2 separate regions of the Danio rerio genome follow, and region 1 is linked to region 2. A link is a contact called in public Micro-C data. All regions are on one chromosome and are shown on one strand. Each heading gives the region's core, a stretch centred on a gene start, on an enhancer-like site or on the middle of the called end of the contact. The rest is flanking DNA. Distances are from core to core; before and after follow the strand shown. Region 1 holds the start of samd11 (sterile alpha motif domain containing 11). Region 2 overlaps LOC101883493 (a long non-coding RNA gene).

Region 1 (6,029 bases), core at 3,179-5,678, 45 kb after region 2:
GCCACTGCTGGTCATGTGATATGAGCACGGTATCATGCAGTATCTAGACATTCTATTCTCTAGAATGTGTTGACTGCATTCTATTCTTCATCTCTTGTAAACTAAAAAAAAAGTGTAAAAAAAGTGCTGTTTAGTTGTTTACTTGAAAAACTTTTTAATGGGAGTTGCATTGATGACTATACCTTCAATTACTCTTGCAGCATTTTTCACTGTATTAATGCTGATGATGGGGAGAGAGAGACAGTGTTTTTTCCGATATGGGCAGGCTTCTGTATTTTTCTGCTCATGTCTGAAAGGCTGGCTCCAAGCATTAGGGGTGGGCTTTTGCTCTCTGATGGTTTTCCAGTGAGTATTTGTCAGGTCAGACTGTGCACCGCCCGGCGGTCTCCGCTCCTCTCCCCGGGTTATTTATTACCTCTCTCCCCCGCCGGCAGCGCTGTGGCTCCGGGGCCGCTGCCAACAACGGCGCGGAGGCGGGGACGACTGTAAGGGGGTTTTCTACATCCGACAGAGAGACTTTAAGTGTCGACCTATGCTGAGAGAATATAGAGAGAAAGTTATTTTCGTGTATTACTGTAGTCATACCGAGGAAAGTATTTATCAAAATAGACAGACCCAAATGAAACCCTTTAAAATCTGTTTGTTAAGAAGAAGTGAAACATGTATTTGTATTTTTTTTAAAATACAAGTAGCCTATTTTTCTATAACAGTTTTGTTCATATATCAATCCTCTAATATGTGAGTTTTAAGTTAAAAACTTTAGACCTGCTTTAAAAGTGTTACCATTCGAGATATTAAACAGTCTTTCAATAATAAGACCTCCTAAATGTTACTTTGTTACAGTCTGAAAACCTTTAGATCCAAATAATAAAATGTAAACAATTTGATTACAGACAATGCAGAATCAAGTGCATAAACAACTAAGACCTATTGTATTATAAATAAACATGTTTAGCTCTTATTCATCTTGATTTGATCAGTTAATACATAGTTTATGCTGACACCTGTTGAATGATGTTTTATTAAATGTATTAAGTAACATGTTTTATTTCTATATTAAATTATTACTATTATATATATATATATATATATATATATATATATATATATATATATATATATATATATATATATATATATATATATATATATATATATATATATATATATATAAAACTAATGCATTTTCAAGTGGATAAACACAACTCATGTTTTTTATAGACTGATATACTTTTATCTCTCTTATTTATCTCAATAGACAAGTGCCAGTTATTACAAGATTTATATTAACACCTGTTGAAGTAGATGAAAATATATATCATAAGTTCAAAGCCTGTCACAACCATTATTTTATTTCATTTTAGACCAACATTGTAATAAAAAGTGGATAAACACAAGATCATAGTCTAACTCTTGTAGCGAGAATATTGACAAAGCCTGTTATAGGTTATAAAAACCAAACAAAAAAGCATGTATAGCATTTACTCCAAAACAAGATCTATTAAATGTTCAAAGAGAAATAAGGCAAACAAATTGGGAATCTATTACTGAAAATTAATCATGTGAAGAGGGTTATCGGGATTTATTGTCTATCCTAAATAACATATTAATAAAATATGAAGAGCTTGGATGCAAAAACCTCAGTTATAGATACATTAGTAGTAGTAGTTGCAATTTTTTTTAGCATTATTATAATTGTTTAATGCATATTAATATGTTTTCATAAACTAGGACAAAGTTTTTTTTTCACATTTGCTTTTCCTCAGTAATTTTAACTTAAGTTTGTCTGTATATTATTGAGCATGCGAGGGGTGACCCAAACCTCATATAATAAAACAACAGAGTAGTTGCTTCAGCATGCTTGTTGTGAAATGTGAAACCGTTGCAGTGAGTGGGTGGCTTTCATTTTGATGAGCACGAGGAGGATGCCACAGGTCTTGTTCTTCTGCTGATAATGTGGGGGCTGAAAGTTCAGGGGAAGCCGTCCTGAACCCAAACTGTGGGCTGAATGTTACATTGTCATCTGTAGATTTAGGGGAACCCCTCCTTCATAAACTGAGTCACCAGCGGTTTTAATGCAGAATGGAGTGGGGGTGAGGGGGCAGGGTATCCCCGCGGGGGATCCTCACACTGTAGCTTACAGGGATCTCCTGAGCTCTCAGAGAAACTCTGACCTTTACATTGTTTCCAGTTTTCATCTTATTTATGTTTGTGGGGGCGATTTTGGATTTCTACATTTAAATGGTGCATTGGAAATCTCTGATCGAAGTCAAAAGAATGTCTGAGGCACAATTTGTGATTTATTCATTTGTTTCCAAAGCTTTCACTAATCCAGTAAGATTTACTTGATTTCACAAAGCAAAATTAATTGACATATTATGAACAATAATAATGAACTTTTCCTTAAAAATATTTAGGTAGTTCAAACAAAATGTGAAACTTAAATTTTAAAATAAAATGTAATAATTTTACTTCTTTCTAACCATCTCAAAACCATTATCTGTTTACACACATCTGAACTGTCCAGTGGTATTCAACAGTACAGAGAAAATTCTTAAAATGTTAATAAATTAATTTTAATCTACCAAAGAATTCAGTGGCAGCTTAATGTTGTAGTTTTTGTTGTTGCAGTTGTTGTTGCATTCACTTAAAATAATAAAACAGTGACTTACAGCAGTCATTTTTACTACCAGTTGTACTGAAGAACTGAAAACCTGTTTATGATTTGTATGTGGTGTCATGTTGTGAACCAAATGAAATTAGAGTTGATTAAAACTTGTTTAATTAAAAACTTGCTTGACAATAATATATAATGTGCTGGTATATTATTATATTATATTATATTCAATTCAATTCAATTCAGCTTTATTTGTATAGCGCTTTTACAATGTAGATTGTGTCAAAGCAGCTTTACATAAATGGTCATAGTAACTGGAACAGTGTGGTTCAGTAACTGGAACAGTGTGGTTCAGGTTTTAGTGTTTAAGTTCAGTTCAGTTCAGTTTAGCTCAGTTCAGTGTGATTTAATCATTACTGAGAGTTCAAACACTGAAGAGCAAATTCATCGATGCGTAGCTCTACCAATCCTGAACCATGCGAGGCAGTGGCGACAGCGGAGAGGGAAAAAAAACTTCACCTGATGGGAGTGAAGAAAAAAAACCTTGAGAGAACCAGACTCAGTTGGGCACGACCATTTTAATTTCTCCGCTGGCCAAAAGTCTTGTGCAGAACTTCATTCGCCGTGGTTTATGCTGGAAGATACTATGAAGAAAAAGGTGCTGCTTACTATTTTTATGTAAACTGTAATATAATACAATTATAATACCTAATAATGGTGCCAAAGTACCATTTAAAAATTAAAAAGAAAAGGGAAGTTGTTTTTTTCTTCAAAGTTTATAAAGTTGCAAATTATTGTATTTCAAATAAAGGCTTGTATTCATTAAAGTACAATGAAAATTAAAATGTATTTAGCAGAACAATGATAATAATAATAATAATAATAATAATAATAATAAATAAATAATAATAATAATAATAATAATAATAATAATAATAATAATATTTCCCATTGTTGGGTTGCAGATGGAAGGGCATCCGCTGCGTAAAACATATGCTGGATAAGTTGGCGGTTCATTCTGCTGTGGCAACCCCTGATTATTATTGGGACTAAACAAAAAAATAAATAAATAAATAAAATTAATAAATGAATTAATAATAATAATAATCACCATCATCATCATAATAATAAATTGCAGCCTTGGGGAGCAGAAGAGATCTCTTTCAAAACGTAAAAAATATTAATTTAAAAAATATATGTGGCTTTATTTTCATTAAATACAGAACGGTTTATAGCCACATTTTCTATCTTTAAGTATTTGTGCTGTGAAGTTCTTACAATTATTATATAATATCTATTATTATACACAGGGTTAAGATTATATCAGATTAAAGTATTAAAATCGCCTTTCCAGCAACTGTCACCATAAAAATATGGGCTAACAAGTCAGCAAGAGAAGCATGAATTGATACACTAATATAATGTGATCTACTCCACATGTCTGACAAGAATAAAATAAGAAATGTATCAAAATGTTTTGTCTTTTTTATAAATAATGTATAATGCACTGTTTACAGGTCAGGACTGCATGTTAGATAACTTACAGTGACCTTTATCTGCATAGAGTAGCTTGTACAATTAGTCAACCAATCGTTTTTTATTTTTTTAAACAAGAAAGAATCAAGTAACCAAACAAATGTAACCACATAGTTGTGTAAGAATGGAAAAATAAAACCTAAATGAAATTATTTCTCTGAACTTTCTGCAGTGACTGGAAACAGTGACGCGGGCTCGTCCGTCGCGGACCCCCTTCAGTGGGCTCGCGCTCGCGCTGCCTCCGCTGTTTAAATGGGCCAAGTTTGAGAAGCGGCGGAGAGTGCAAATCTTGTTTGGTCTGGGTCTGTGAACTAAAGCGTGACTTCAGCGACGTATTAGGGGTTAAAAAACGAAGGGGAGAGAAAAAAATCCAAAGTCCCATTAGCGCCAGGCATCATTTGCAATCGAAAAGGCGCACATAGATAGCATAATTGTCTCTATCTTCGTCAGATATGAAAATGCTCCAAGATAGTCTGTTTCACTACCTACCCACTGTGCATATACTACTGAACATTTACGTGATCTACACTACACAAACACGGGCTTTTATGTGTTAAAGCCCTAGCTGCGTTGTGCCTGGACATAAATAAACTCGGAGTGGATGCAGGATATAAGCGTAGCGGAGTTGCCATAGCGATTATTTTAAAGGAAACGCGGGATAAACAATCATTAAAGCACGCTCAGCAGCGCTAATATCTGGCGGAGATGTCAGGCATTAGTCCGATTAGATGTGGTGGGCAGGAGCGCGGGGAGACCCGTCATGCGAGCAGAGCACTGAGGAGAAGAGTGAAGTGGTGAATGGCTGAACTTAAGCGCTCTGCTGTCAGGCAGCGACGCGGGAGTCGTGCGTAAACACACCGGTGCGCCTGGAACTCCGCGAACAGGGACACAAGTTGGGACGCATGAACTGCTAATCACTCGTTGCCGGCGCTCCGCTTCGGGTAACATGCCTGCCATCAAAAAGGAGAGACTGGATGGAGAAGACATGGCATTAGCCGCCTTCAACCAGCCTGAATACCTGGCCCCTTTAAATGCCACCGCTATCCCCGTGGTGACCCCTCATCCGCCGCCGTACGATCACATTTTCGCCCATCACCAGCGCGCGTACTTGGGCTTTCGCGACACCGCGCTGCATCAGCAGCACCTTCACCACCACCCGGACGACTTCATGCTGGAGAGCTTCTCGTCTATCCCGGACTTTCAGCCGTTTTTCGACAACGGGGAGCCTTGTATCGAAGTGGAATGCGGGGAAAACAAAGCACTACTGTACATTAACAAACTGTGCCAGGGCAGCAAAGGGCCCTCCATCAAATACCGGACTGAGTGGCTCACCCCAAACGAGTTCCAGTTTGTCAGTGGAAGAGAGACAGCCAAAGACTGGAAACGCAGTATCAGGCACAAGGGTAAGTCAGTTGCCGGGTGCACACGCATGGATGTTACTTTTGAAACGGGGGTTAATTGAGCTTTAGTCCTCTTCTTGGGTTAACAGAAGAGCTTTTTTCTGGATAGAAATGTGGGTTACTCAACTGCTGTAACTTTAGTGCGTTGGGAACTAGAGCTCATTCTGCTTGGAGTCGAACGACTTTGGATTCTCACTGCTGGAACAAAAAGGTGAACAATAGTTTTGACGCACGTGGATTTTGTATGTGTTAAATAAAATCAATGTTTTGAATAGCATGTTAAATCTTTTGAGGATAAATTAGACGCGTAAAGCTGGTTTTGTAATGAAGTAGAGTAGATCAGGTTTATGTCACCGTGGCACATTATCAAACAGTTGTGGATTAAGCTTTTGTTTACTAAAATTTCAACCGCATTCACTGTTATCAAGTCTGAAACTTAAATTTTATATCATTTGTATTAACGCTCAGCTGATATC
Region 2 (5,482 bases), core at 1,246-3,745:
AAGGTTGCTGGTTCAAGTCCCAACTAGGCCAGTCGGCATTTCTGTGTGCAGTCTGCATGTTTTCCCGTGTTCGTGTGGGTTTCTTCCAGGTGCTCTGCACAGTCCAAATTGAATTAACTTAATTGTCTGTTGTATATGTGTATGTAAATGAGTGAGTATGGGTGTTTCCCAATACTGGATTGCGGCTGGAAGGGCATCAGCTATGTAAAATGTATGCTTTAATAGTTGGTTGTTCATTCTGCTGTGGTGACCTCTGAAATAGAGACTAAGCTAAAGGAAAATGAATGAATGAATGAATGAATGAGTGATCTGTATCCCCTTTTCCCCTAAATCTTCTTTAATTTTGTTTTGAAAATGTAAAGTTAAGTTAGGGGCTAGGGGCAGGCATGGGCAAAAATACATTGATATGTATTTTTAAATAAAATACCAAATACGGCGATTTTAAGTGTATCAAAATAAATACAGCAGCCACAAATGTATCAACATGAAATACTATATTTTTGTACTATCCACAATACTATTAAAAGGAAATTTCCCAAAACCTCCATCAATAGCCTTATTGGACCAATCCCTTCACCATTAAACTTACTTGGTAAACTATATTTGATAACATTTTCTCTGCCATTTCGTTCACTTATAGGGGAAGTTGTGGCCTAATGGTTAGTGAGCTGGACTTTTAATCAAATGGTAACTTGTGTTTCTCTTTGAGTTTAGCATAAAGTTTGCACAAATTTCATACAGAAAGTGCTGTCTTCAAGATGACATCCTATGGTTTAAATAGATTAATGCAGATACTGAATCAGAACATGGTACTATATGCTGATTATGTTTCCATCCATTGTCTGGCCAGTACAGTTCTCATAATCTCTGTTCAATGATTATTCAACCTATGAACAATCTAAGATTTAAAAGGGTGACAGGCTGTCAGAATATGAAGTGTGTTAACATTTTTTGTTCTCTTCTATACTCAATGTAAAAGCTTGATTTCTGAAAACTTCTAAAAATTCCACAACATAAAATATGATATCTAAAAGTGACAAAAATATCTAATTTTGCAAGTAAACGCTTTGTATATGTATATTTATGGTCTTAGCGTTGCTCAGTAGCTATTTCCAATGGTTGTAGACATGCTCCTGAATATACCCTCAGCCTTTGTCTGTTACTTTTTTTAAGTATAATTTCTATCCATACTCCAAGCATTGACCTCCTTCTTAAAAATGATTCATTCCAGAGGCCTCATTTTTATGTCACCATAAACTGTAGATTCATTGCAAATAATTTTACAGTATTTTGAAACATCGAAAATACAAGACATTACAGTATTTTGATTCAAAGTATTCATCCATTTCATCAACCTTATCAAATACAAATGACAAAATACTATTTAGTATTGGAAATACATGTATCATAAATAGGGGTGACACTGTGTCGCAGTGGGTAGCACTGGGCCAGTTAACACTTCTGTGTGGAGTTTGCATGTTCTCCCCATGTTCACTCCAGTTTCCCCCACAAGCCCAAAGACATGCGCTATAAGTGTATTGGGTAAGCTAAATTGGCCATAGGGTATGTGTGTGAATGAGAGTGTATGCTTGTCCGCTGAATAAAACGTGTGCTGGATAAGTTGCAAAACATAACTAACTAACTAACTAACTAACTAACTAACTAACTAACTAACTAACTAACTAAATAACTAAATAAATATTTTAAATAAAACAAACAAACAAACAAACAAATAAAAAAACAATAAATAAATACATACATACATAAAATAAGCCCAAATGCATTTAACTTCAGAAGAAATGTTAAAATGCTTCTAGAATGCCCATGCAATATAAGTTATAAATATCTTTAAAATCTAAAGATTAGTAATTAACACAAGCAATGAGTGCTGTTTATTTAACTATTACAAAAAAAACAGATTTTATACAACAGTTAAACAAACAAGAGGTTAATGTATCAAGTTACGTCTTTTTAAAACAGTCTTGATTCAACAATCTATTCATAATGACACTCATTTGATTCATTACTGAATGATTCAGATATTTTGAACGAATCGCTTTATATCTTCCTCAGTGAGGCTGTTATGTCAACTTAAACTTGTAACTGGTGGTCTTTGCTCTTTTTTTATTTTTTGTATAGCCCAAAGCAACACACGAATGGATGTTGATCACTAGTTTTAGGACAACGTTTAGGTTTTGAGCAAAAGGCTTTGATCCACTTCATAAGTTGACTACTGTATATGACAAAATGACATGATGGTAGTTATGATCATGTTGAGCAATAAATGGTGGTAGAAGACAGGCTGAACCTGTAATGAGTTGCATTAGAAGTGTGTATTCCAGTTGGTTGTGCACCTCCGTGTGCTTTTAAACTGCTGTACCTGAGGTTGCTGGAAATGACGGGGCATGAGACATTCCTCAGCATGCAGATAATGCCGCCGCTCTTGCCGCCAGTCTGCTCCGGCACCAGCTATAAAGCAGCAGCCGCAACACGACACCTCCGCTGCGAGAGGGATTTAATATAGTTTGCCACACACACGCACACACACAGAAACCAGAGATATAAGTATATGCTGCCAGCGTCTCGCAGTAAGGGGATCTGTGCATGCCATGCCTGTACATGTTCACCCTTAGCACGTTCACCTCAAACACACACATGTGTGAAGTTCACACACACACTAGGTCACGTATCATTTAAGACAAGAGATCATTGCTACAGCATGCACATTAGCATTAAAAACTAGCCCACTGTTATTTTCATTTATTTGTTTTCATTTATTTATTTTTCATTTATTTGATTTATTTAAAAACCCTACAACATAACTGCAGTAAACGGGTATATAGAAGTATAATTGCAGTAGAATTAAGTACAATTGCAAAATTGCAATACAATGAAGTTCAACAGCATTATAAGTTGCAGTAAACTGGAGTAAAAAGAAGTAAACATCGTCTTTACTGCACTTGTACTGCTGTAGTCCAATATGCCAATGCCAAGAACTGTACTGCACTTATGTTCCAAGAGGTTTGCTCTTCAGCATCTTCCAAAAATATTTTTTTCAGGGATGTTTTTTTTTTTTTTTTTTTGGGATTTAATTAATTTTCTAATTACAATTGTAAGAGTTTATTTGCAAAAATAAAAATAAAATAAAACAACTGCAGTGAACTAAATAGTACAACAGCAGTAACCTACAAGGATAACTGTGGCAAAATTCAATAAAACTGCAAAATTAATGTAGTATAATGAGGTATACACACAGTTCAACTACAATGCAATAAAGTTCAACCGCAGTAAAATGCAGTACATCTGAAGTAACATTAAATAAACTAAGAGAGACAATATAGTGATGTTATATAATTTATTACACATAGATAAATAAGTATTAAACATGCACTTTAGGTTTATTATGTCTTGCAGTATTGTTGATGTATTGCTGTAGTTACTTATACTTCTGAAAAGTGCAATACAATATATTGTGGTAGTCCTTCAGCAGTACAACTGAAGTACTGAAACCTTATTTGGAAACCCTTGTCCACTGTAGTAAACTACTAAAAGTACTAAGAACTGAAAGTAGTTGTTGTACTGTAGTTGTGTTGCAGTAGCAGTACTGCATTATAGTAGTTGTAGTACTTCATCACTTCAGTACTATTGCAGTAGTTGTACTGTAGTAGTACTTCGGTTGTATTGTAATACTGCAATATACTCAAATAACAGTTTTTTGGTGCTAACTAAAACTTCAGTATTCCTTTAAAAACTGCAGTATTCTCTATAAGAGAACTGCTGAACAGTTATGAAATGTTACAACTTTACATAATAATTTTCTATTTTACACATTTCAAAGTGTAATTCGTTTCCATTATGGCCATTACTCTAGTCTTCATTTTTTCAGAATTCTGCAGAAATCTTTTTTAGACTGTGATTTGGTTGTCAAACCATTTTAATTATTGTCAGTGCTGAAAACACTTGACGCTTAATATTTTTTTGGGGAAGCTTTGCATTTGTTCAGGCATTTTTGCAAAATAGCATGTCCAAAAGAACAGCATTTATTTACAATCTAAATATCTTTTATAGTATTTATTGTCTCTTTTGATCAGTTGAATATGTTCTTGCTGATTATTATTATTATTAATATTATTACAACAATTCAATTTCCTGAATAATAATGTATCAGATTAATATAATAAACCAAAAAACTGCTCGTAGGACCTAATGTTTTCACTTCCTCAGTCTAAAAAAATGGGTGTTGTTGTAGTGTCATTGTGTAAATCAAAAGCTTTTCCTTTAAATTAGCACAATGCTAAGTTTTTTTGCATGCTAATTTCATTCATTCATTCATTCATTCATTCATTCATTCATTTTCTTTTCGGCTTAGTCCTTTTATAAATCAGGCATTGCCACAGCGGAATGAACCGCCAACTTATCCAGCATGTGTTTTACGCAGTGAATGCCTTTTCAGCTACAACCCAACACTGGGAAACATCATACACTCTTGCATTTACACACATACACTGCGGCCAATTTAGCTTATTCAATTCACCTAGAGCGCATATCTTTGGGCTGTGGGGGGACTAGAGCACTCGGAGAAAACCCACACGAACATGGGGTCAGGGAGAACATGCAAACTCCTCACAGAAATGCCAAATGACCCAGCCAGGGCTCGAACCAGTGACGTTCTTGCTGTGTGGCGATTGTGCTACCCACTGTGCCATTGTAACGCCTTGCTCATAACAATTTGATTGAAAGTTTACAGTGAAATGTTAATTTCGTCTATGTATTTAAAATAATGTAGCTCCTTTACAAGACATCAATAAACATTTCCAAAAAAATAACTATAAAAGGCCTAAAATAGCTTAACCAAATAAATACATGCTTTATCTGTGTTGCATTATACCTACTTTACTTTAGAGTTGATTAATAAATGATTATAACTAAATCTATTTTAATAACCAGTGGTGTAAAATAACAAATTACAAATTCTCAAACTACTGTAATTGAATAGTACATTTACTCTATTAATTTACTTCAACCTATAGTCACTATTTTATTTTCTTCTTGTCTATGGGATTGCCTAAAGTAGAACAATTTCTGTCATTCCAAATCCTGTGATTCCTGTCTAATCAAATCACACATAGAAACTAAATTGCACCATACTGAATTACCTCAAGACATGGGTGCTATAAATTCAGTTAACCATTTGGATGCATGAAAATTGTCCAAGAAGACGTCCAAATCACACACAATAAACCAGAGACTTTTTTAGCTGGATGATGGATTGAAATGGCCTTAAACAATGGCTAAGTGCACTACAGAATGTTACGTTTTCAAACACATGCACGCACAAACTGCATAGAAACGCATTAGAATTTCACAATGTAATACTCACTAACAGCTCTTGAATACTTGAAAAACGTCTCCATTTTACTTATACTTTGAGTAATATTTACAACAGATGCTTTTACTCTACTTGCGCTACAATTTTGGGCAA

Evidence for each region. A called contact is a pair of places that touch in the nucleus more often than the background predicts.
Region 1: a contact with region 2 is called in a Micro-C map of caudal fin, with 2.6 times the contacts expected there. The contact joins the promoter of samd11 here to the enhancer-like site in region 2. A contact is called at or near these places in 5 of 18 Hi-C or Micro-C datasets (caudal fin, embryo, fibroblasts and 2 more) and 2 of 4 datasets of contacts at active chromatin or transcription factors (caudal fin and embryo).

What each region holds. Positions count from the first base shown.
Region 1 is chr23:25,954,768-25,960,796 of GRCz12tu, forward strand. It overlaps samd11 (sterile alpha motif domain containing 11), which reads left to right and starts at 4,429. Exons shown (of 13, transcript XM_073938975.1): 1 at 4,429-5,556. The coding sequence starts at 5,100. LOC141380490 (a long non-coding RNA gene) reads right to left here. Exons shown (of 3, transcript XR_012398496.1): 2 at 183-535; 3 at 1-101.
Region 2 is chr23:25,912,171-25,917,652 of GRCz12tu, forward strand. The region is part of intron 2 of LOC101883493 (a long non-coding RNA gene); the gene reads left to right. Among named protein-coding and RNA genes, the nearest start is that of samd11, 44 kb to the right of the region's middle. Within about 2 kb of position 2,496, at least 14 of the 62 cell types and tissues checked have an H3K27ac peak or open chromatin away from gene starts, as enhancers often do. A contact at or near this core is called in caudal fin, where this site is marked.